Linked DNA regions of Mus musculus: region 1 is linked to region 2. The links are chromatin contacts, called in public HiChIP or PLAC-seq maps. All regions are on one chromosome and are shown on one strand. Each heading gives the region's core, a stretch centred on a gene start, on an enhancer-like site or on the middle of the called end of the contact. The rest is flanking DNA. Distances are from core to core; before and after follow the strand shown. Region 1 holds the start of Ifne (interferon epsilon). Region 2 overlaps Gm34568 (predicted gene, 34568).

Region 1 (4,189 bases), core at 1,295-3,794, 120 kb before region 2:
AATTATTATCACAAATGATTATTTTACACAAGTGGAGGTGTTTGAGCCACAAGTCAGGGTGCCTTGGGATAGAGTCTTTGCACTGGCTAGCACTGGCTAACTCTGGGACTTGCTCTGTTGTTTTAAGCAAGTTACTTCATCTTTGAAGTCTTGTTTTCACCTGAGAAAAACAGACAAGGTTGTTCAGAGAACTGGGTAATTGTTAGATGACGGATTTGGTTCTGGAAACTTCCTGGTTTAAAGTAGAAAAACAACAAAAAGTTTTCCAGACCATGAGAAGCAAAACGACCTGTATTTTCAGTCAAGTGTGGTAAATATTATTTTCCTTCCCTGACTCCACTACCTCTCTGTGAACTTAAAGGTAAACAGATCCCGTCCTGGGCCTCACAATGAAGTCAGCACGGTCTTTCCCTCCCTTGCTAGCTCCTGTGTTTTCAGTTGTTGGAGAGATTACCTCACTGTGGCAACCTCTTCCCATTCAGAAGTCCATTCAGCTCCCCCTCCCCTTTCATTTAAGCCAAATCTAGGTGCCTCTACCAAGAGCTGCTTGCAATGATTAAACCAAACTGGGATTGTCTGGTTCTCCAGCAAGCCTCTACATTCAGAAGTAACTTCCATGGCAGACTACCCAAGGACCATGAAGTAGAAGTAGTTGCAGAGCTTGTGTCCTTTGTATCTGTAGTGTAGCCAAATCAGCGAGTCTCAGTGGACTTCAGACAACTTGCTCCGCATTGCTTTGTGATGCCTTCTGGAAGGGCGTGGCTAGGAGAGATTCGAGCCTGTCACTATCAGAGCCCTCCGGAAGCAGAAGCCCCTCCCCGTGGCATGGTCAGCTTCCTCCCAGCCTTTGCCAACCAAGAGCGGACTGCTTCAGTCCGGCTTCCTCTGTCAACTCGCCCCTCTGTTCCTCAGCAAGGCTCCTTCGCTGATAATAATTCTAACCAGCTAGATGCATTTAACTTAATTTATAATAAGCATATGACTCAAAGCTACCACAGAAACAAGAGCAAAGGCTCTCCTTCCCTCTTCTTCCTGCCCCCCATCCCTCAAGTCGGCCTCCACAGAACAATAATTAATCCTTACCATTTATTTCTCGTGTGTTCTTTAGTTCTTCACATGTAGTCAGTACAAATATTAAGATTACTTCATGGTTTTACACAAATATACTACTTATACACGTTTTACTTTTTTTTTGCTTTTATTTTTCTCTATGTACTTTTGTAGAGAAAACATCACGTTCTCGTCAAGAGAATCTTGTTCTCTTAGGTGAAGTTGCTTACACTAACTTCTGCTGATCTAGCAAATTGTAAGAGCATTCATTAACTAATCACCCGACAGAGTCTAGCACACAGGAAAAGTTCCTGCTTTCTCAGAAATGTGTTGAGTCTGCATATTTTTTCTTAATTAAACCTTGAGGTGTTAGTTAATAGGTTAAAAACAGCATGCTATTCAGTTGTAATCTGCATTATTATTATTATAATGAGTGAGATTGAATCTGTTTTCATTCTTCTGAAAATTGTTCACACCTTTTGGCCGTATTTCTATTATGTCTTTGTAATAGAAATATTCATGGATTGATGCTAACAAGTTCTGGTAAACATGAATTAATGCTGTATGTTAAGGAATGCTCACTACATTATCGAGATAGCTCATCGTATCTAACGGCAAAATTCTACGAAATTTCACCACTGAAGAACCAATTATGAAATTTTAATGAATTAATTTTAATTCCTAAATAATTTGAAGTTGGTAGAAAACATAACATGGCATGGCAAAATGGATATTGCAATGCATGCCATCTTAGAACACAGTTAAACCTGGGCAGAAGCAAAACAATGCAGCCACTTTACACCAAAAAGAAACAAATCATGTTCATATAGCTCCTCCCACTCCGCCACCAACCTATGTCTTTCAAATCCCCTGTTGGCTCTTGCTTCTCAGTGTTCAAGGGTCTGGGTCTTGTCTGCTCAGCCATGTTGTGAACCTGAACACAAAGAACATACAGCGGTGGATTTCTGTCTGGACAATGATCCAGGCACAGCTGCTGTACCTTTGGTTTTCCAAGTAATCGTGGATCCTCCTGAAGTATGCTTTAATCTGTAACCTAAGGTTCTGCGCACTCGAGCCCCCACTCTTCTGCGCTGCGTTCAGTCCACCCAGTGACTCCACGTATTCCAGCTGCCGGTGAAGCGCAGCTAAGACTTTTTCTATATGGTTTTCCTCCCAAATGCCCATAGTCCCATGTGTCTGGAGGAGCGTGAAGATCTGCTGAAGGATCTCGTGCACAACAGCCAGCACCTGTCCCTCTTGGTACTGGTGAGGACTCACAGGCTGCTGAGGAAGCAGGAAATTCTTCCTGTGTGCTAGACACTGCTGGACTGACGAGCTTGGCAAAGGTTTCAGTAGTTGTAGGCTTTCTCTGTTCATCCACAATTGGAAGGGAATCCGTTTCGGTTCTAGGGAGAAGATAGTGGAAGAAACCAAGAGCAGCAACACCGTTTCAGGGAGCTGTCTGTGAACCATGGTGGAGGGCACACAGGGATCTCTGCACACCTTGTACCACTCCAGTTCTGGGAAATATTTACCTCTCACGCATCTGAAACCCTGAGGGAGGGTGTTCTTTTCTGTTGTCTGTGTTTCCTTGTACGTCGTTTCCCAAGTTTATACCTTAGGTTTTCTGGTTCCCATTCCAGGGTTTTATGGAACATTTCCTTTACATTCCCCATTGTGTTGCTGTTTGAGGAAGTAACGAAAGAGCTGGCTTCACTGTGCACTTGTCTTGAGACAATGATAGTTGTCCACTCTGACCTACTATTACCACTCATTATTTATTACGTACAAGCCTTAACTAACACAATGCACTTTCTAAATGCTTACTCAGGCTTAGTAATGCACTTTTATTGAGAGCAAGCTTCCTTTTTCAAGCAGTGGTATTTCATGGAGTATTATTTATTATAGATCTGGTAGTGGCCAGAGCACACTCTGAGGTAAACATTGAAATCCACAGGCTGATAACTTTGAAACTTCATGTACAACTGTAAATGTGCACAAGTATTTGGGCATATTAATGTGAAAATATGTACCAATAACCTTGAACTATTTTATATTTCACCCAATCAGTTTAATATCTAATATTTTAGCTTACAAAATAAGATAAAAGTAAAACTTATCAAAAGATTGTGATTATAGCCTCATGATAGCAGCATAGTATGCACAACCTACAAGTTCAGTACAATGGCTACAAATGTGTTGGTCCTCTATGAATACATGAAACCAGTTAAAGATAACAAGATTGTGAGAAGAGATGGAAGTGGTTGGATGGTCCATTTTCCCTAGACTAGCTGCAACTATGGTAAGCCAATGAGAACAGCTCTACAATAGTAATGCCTCTTAAATTACAAATACCCAGTTCCACATTGCTAAGATCCTCCTGAGCAATCCCCCAGCCTACCTTCTTAGTTTTACCCGGAACAGTTGTAGTAAGTGAAGTCGAGGGAACTGGACTCCAGAGGAAGTAAAAGATTCTGTGATGAGACACCGTGACCATGGCAACTCTTATAAAGGAAAATATTTAATTGGGGCTGGCTTACAGTTCAGAGGTTTAGTCCCTTATTGTCATAGCAGGAAACATGTAGGCAGACACAGTCATAAAGTAGGAGCTGTGAGTTCTACAGCTTGATCTGCAGATAGCAGAAGGAGGCTATGTGCCACACTGGGCACAGCTTGAGCATATGGGACCTCAAAGCCAGACCCCACAGTAATACACTTCCTCCAACAAGGCCACACCTCCTACTAGTGCCATTCCCTATGGACCAAGTATTCAAACACATGAGTCTATGGGGACCATACCTATTCAAACCACCACACCTCTTAACACAGCTAATACTTAAAAGACACAGTGTTCCCCTCACACAACTAATGTTTGTGTGTTTGCTGATCGCTCTTTCTTTCTATGAATCATCACCTGCACTTCTTTAGTGACTATGGCTTATCTGAGGCCAAATCTCCACAGCTCCTTCTTGTATGTGTGTGTGTCCCTCTCCCTCTCCACTCTCTCTTCTAGATCCCTGCTGTACTTTGTACTCCCTTTAAGATATCCTTCTTTTTTCTAATTTATGTGAGGCATTTGATTTACCTATCTTATAACCTCCCTAAATTAAAAGCCTCTTAGAAATACAAACCAAATTAT
Region 2 (4,020 bases), core at 652-3,151:
TTTATCAAATGCAATACTTCCACCATATTTGCATATCGCCTTACAGACAAGTTGTCTGCATGGAGTGATCACAACTTAAAGTCAATATGGCTCATTTATGGCTGGATCAGAGAACAACTTGGTGACTAAAATGTGCAAACAGAAATGTAGACAGGGATGTCTAAGCTACTGCTCCAATATCGGAGCATGCTCATTTCACTTAGAGAAAGGTTGAAGTCTTTCCTTAGACAGAAGAAACCCACTGGGCCCTAATCAATGGGAAGTATTTAAAAATCAATGGATCTGTGCACGCATGAGTGTGTGTGCATCTGGGCACACACACCCCATACCATTGATTCAGTACATTATTACAAGATTTCATTTTATAGCCATATTTGTAATTATCTATTTTCAACAAGCTGCTTGAAGGAAAGTCTCATTTGCCCTATGCATGTTTCACTACAATGTGTTATATACGTAAATAAGCAATAAATGTTTTTCATAACTAAACTGAATCAAATGACTTTCCAGTCGTTTTCAACTGACATGGTTCTCAAGCATTGTAGTCTCTAATTCCTTGCTGGGCATGAGACACTCAGTGATTTAGTCACCACATGACAATGCATGAATCGATGCCGATGAGGGCTAAATGTCACTTTTGCAATACTTACAAGGCTGCTGGTGTACAACAAGACTTTTGTCTCAAGTCAGATCTAACGAGGCAAGTTGTTTGTACATGCTAATGGAATAGATGCCCTCATTTGTTCTTGCAGCAATTGCAGCATGATTACTACTTATAAAGACCCCCCGGGGGATGTGCATTTTTTTTTGCAAGCTATAAGCTCTTCCTCACTTAAGCTTTTCTTTACTTTAAAGAATGAACATTTTTAAAGGCAACTATATTTGTTTTAAAGGACTAACAGCAATTGCAACCAAGCAATAATTTTGAACTTTTGATTATTGTCAGCAATTTGCTTTAGAGTGACTAAAGCCTAAAAATTGGTTCAAATATCTACTTCATAGACATTAAAAAAAAGTTGGCTGACTCAAATACGTTCTGAACTCTCTATTGAAGAGGCAACCTCTCAGCTAGGGGCCTACAAAATTCTCACTTAGCTTGCTCTCTGGAGCTGTGGAACACCACCACACTTCCTCAGTTCCCTGGTAGCAGATTAGTACCTCCTGCCCTGTCTATAGAAACCCAGCAGGACGTTTCTATAGATACCACCTTGCCTTCCTTTTATTGGGTTTTCAGTGGTTCTATCTTTAACCATACCTACACTTTCAAAGAGCTAGGCAGGCTGCTTGGCTTCAGTGCAAATGCAAACGCTGAGATGGCTCAGCCTACTTTTATTCTAAAAAGGAACGCACAAATAGGAAGAGTGATGCTGCAAAGAGAGAACACTACAGAATTGCTGTAGTAGAGATCAAGTACCACGCCAGATGCACAAGTAGAAGATGAGTTTAATTGGTTATCTACTACAAGAGTTCTAACCTAAATGATCAGAACCAAGAATTTCACTGAGTTTCTAGAAGTATCTTGGGTAGATGATCTTATTTCAACTCATTAAAACAGCCCCATTTACCTAATTCAACTGAATTGTTGGACCATCACCTTTTTCAGGAGAACATGAAAGTCAAGAATTAGTTGCTCTCTGCTTCCAAATGCTGTTTACTTCAGAAAGCTCCAGCCAACTACATTTCCTGTCTTGGTCTCTTTTTTCACACGTTTCTCTTTCCGGCTTTATTTTTTTCACTTGACCTTTCCTCTCAATATCTTTTCAATTTTCAAAGAGGCATGTGTTGGGGCACAGTTGGATTTGGGCAATAGGCTTAGGGCAGGAAGGTGTGGTTAGGGTGGAGGGGGTAAGAAGCCATTCTGGCTGCTTTATTTTCTCATCTCAAGTCCTGGTAAAAGGCAGGCTTTGTATGTGTGGGTGTTTTTCTATGATGTGCAAGTACGCACAACTCTATTTTCTCAAGTGAGTAACTATGAGTGTACATATCTTGGAATAATCCACAAATTTATGTAAGCTACAAAGGAAACTGCACACTCACAGGAAATTTTACTTGATTCACAGCTTTACAGACAATGCAACCAGTTAGTGTCTACCGAACTAGTTACATAGAGAAGAGCATGCTTTCTTTTTATTTTATTCTTAATGGAAATAAGTAACTCATTTGCTTGGAAAGAAATCACTTTGTTGAATAAATGCCTTCATAAGCCCAGGACAAATTTAATTCAGTATTGTTTGGGTTATAGCAACAGAATGCAACATTGTTAATTTTCCAACAAAAAGGGGGTAACTTAGTGATTCACAATAAATTTCCAAGACAATATGTGCAGAAATCCTTGTGGAAAAATGCTTTTAAGTATTGCTTATGATTTGAGTGAGAGGGCAGGGATAGAGATTTAGAATTTCTCAAAGAATGTTGGAGCAGAGTGAGCCCTTAGGAACCCTGGGTACAGTCCCTCATTTTATAAATAGATACTATCTACCTCTTAAATGAGGAAGAGGAGGAGCCTAATGTTTCTGCACTTTCCGTTAAATCTATATAGCCCATTAAAAAGTAAAACATGTACTCATCTGCATTATATTTAAATCATGAATATATTATATAGAAATCTAAACCAGGCATACATATCTGTCTTTTGAAGCACCTATCATTTCTTGTACACACACACACACACACACACGGGGGGGAGGGGGATGCGTATTCAATCTTGGGAGCCATTCACATTACTGTTTTTTGTTTTAAATTTTTTCTTAGTTTTTTTTTTAAGAGTTCCATGCCATATGTTTTAATCATATTCACTGCCCCCCCCCCCAAACTCTTCTCCAATTCATCAGTCTCTTCCCAACTCAACAAACTTTGTAATTTTTTTCAATCTTTCATGGACAATTTCTGTTTTTGAGACAGGGTCTCTGAGGTCTAGAGCTTACCAAGTGGGCTGACCAAGGGGGCCGGCAAGTCCCAGGGCTGGGCTTATCTTTGCTTTCCCGGTACTGGGATCATGAATACGTGGCAGGACACCAGCTGTTTTCCATGAGTTCTGGGAATCAAATTCAGGCCCTTGTTCCTATAAGGCAAACACTTTACAAACAGAACCTAGGCCCACTTATTACTTCCTGGTGGGGAAATGTTCAAACTCTTTTCTGTGAGACAAAGAGTAAGAGAATATGTTATTACCTATTGTCACTGTCCTGTGCAACACACCACTAGAACTTTTTTTCTACCTAACTGTAAGTTAATACCTGATAATTAGCCTCTTTCCGTTCTTTCTCCCTCCCTACACTTACCAGCCTCTGGTAATTATCATTTCACTCTTCATTTCTAAGAGATGGATTTTTTTTTCTCCTCTGCTGTTAGTGAGGTCACGCAGGTGCGGGACTTTCTGTGCCTGCTCATTTCACTTAACATAATGACCTCTGGTTTCATCAGTGCTGCTACAAACCACAGGGTTTCATTCTTTCATGAAAATATGAATCATATTCATGAACGTGTGGCGTGTACCAGGTTTTCCTCATTGGCGCATCAACCAATGGGCGCTTATGCTGTTTCCATTCCTGAGCTACTCTGAATAGTACCATAGCCATGGCAGTGTGGCTATCTCTTCAACTTGTAGATTTCCTTTCCTTTTCTATAAACTCAGTGTCATGGTTTGTATATTCTTGGACCAGGGAGTGGCACCATTTGGAGGTGTGGCCTTGTTGGAATAGATGTGACCTGGTTGGAGTAGGTGTGTCATTGTAGGTGTGGGCTTAAGACCTTCACCCTAGTTGCCTGGAAGAAAGTCTTCCACTAGCAGCCTTTGGATGAAGACATAGAACTCTCAGCTCTGCTTGAACCATGCCTGCCTGGATACTGCCATGCTCTGGCCTTGGTGATAATGGACTGAACCTCTGAACCTGTAAGCCAGCCCCAATTAAATGTTGTTTTTTAAAAGACTTGCCTTGGTCATGGTGTCTGTTCACAGCAGTAAAACCCTAAGACACTCAGTGAAGGGGTTGCTGCAGTATACTCTCAGCATGGGTAGGA

What was found. HiChIP or PLAC-seq counts read pairs in DNA pulled down with a chosen protein or histone mark.
Region 1: a BATF HiChIP or PLAC-seq map of CD8 T cells shows a contact between it and region 2, with 28 read pairs. The contact joins the promoter of Ifne here to the enhancer-like site in region 2. A contact is called at or near these places in 9 of 39 promoter capture datasets (the 3T3-L1 cell line, 3T3-L1-derived adipocytes, the HPC-7 cell line and 4 more), 2 of 15 datasets of contacts at CTCF or cohesin (CD8 T cells and the NIH/3T3 cell line), 13 of 484 Hi-C or Micro-C datasets (3T3-L1-derived adipocytes, the CH12 cell line, Th1 cells and 9 more), 3 of 115 datasets of contacts at active chromatin or transcription factors (CD8 T cells, effector CD8 T cells and memory CD8 T cells) and 2 of 9 other capture datasets (adipose tissue and macrophages).

The regions. Positions count from the first base shown.
Region 1 is chr4:88,877,657-88,881,845 of GRCm38.p6, forward strand. Ifne (interferon epsilon) reads right to left here and starts at 2,545. Exons shown (of 1, transcript NM_177348.2): 1 at 1,882-2,545. The coding sequence starts at 2,523. The coding sequence ends at 1,945.
Region 2 is chr4:88,999,775-89,003,794 of GRCm38.p6, forward strand. The region is part of intron 1 of Gm34568 (predicted gene, 34568); the gene reads left to right. Among named protein-coding and RNA genes, the nearest start is that of Gm34568, 45 kb to the left of the region's middle. Within about 2 kb of position 1,902, at least 33 of the 459 cell types and tissues checked have an H3K27ac peak or open chromatin away from gene starts, as enhancers often do. A contact at or near this core is called in CD8 T cells, the NIH/3T3 cell line, Th1 cells and 3 more, where this site is marked.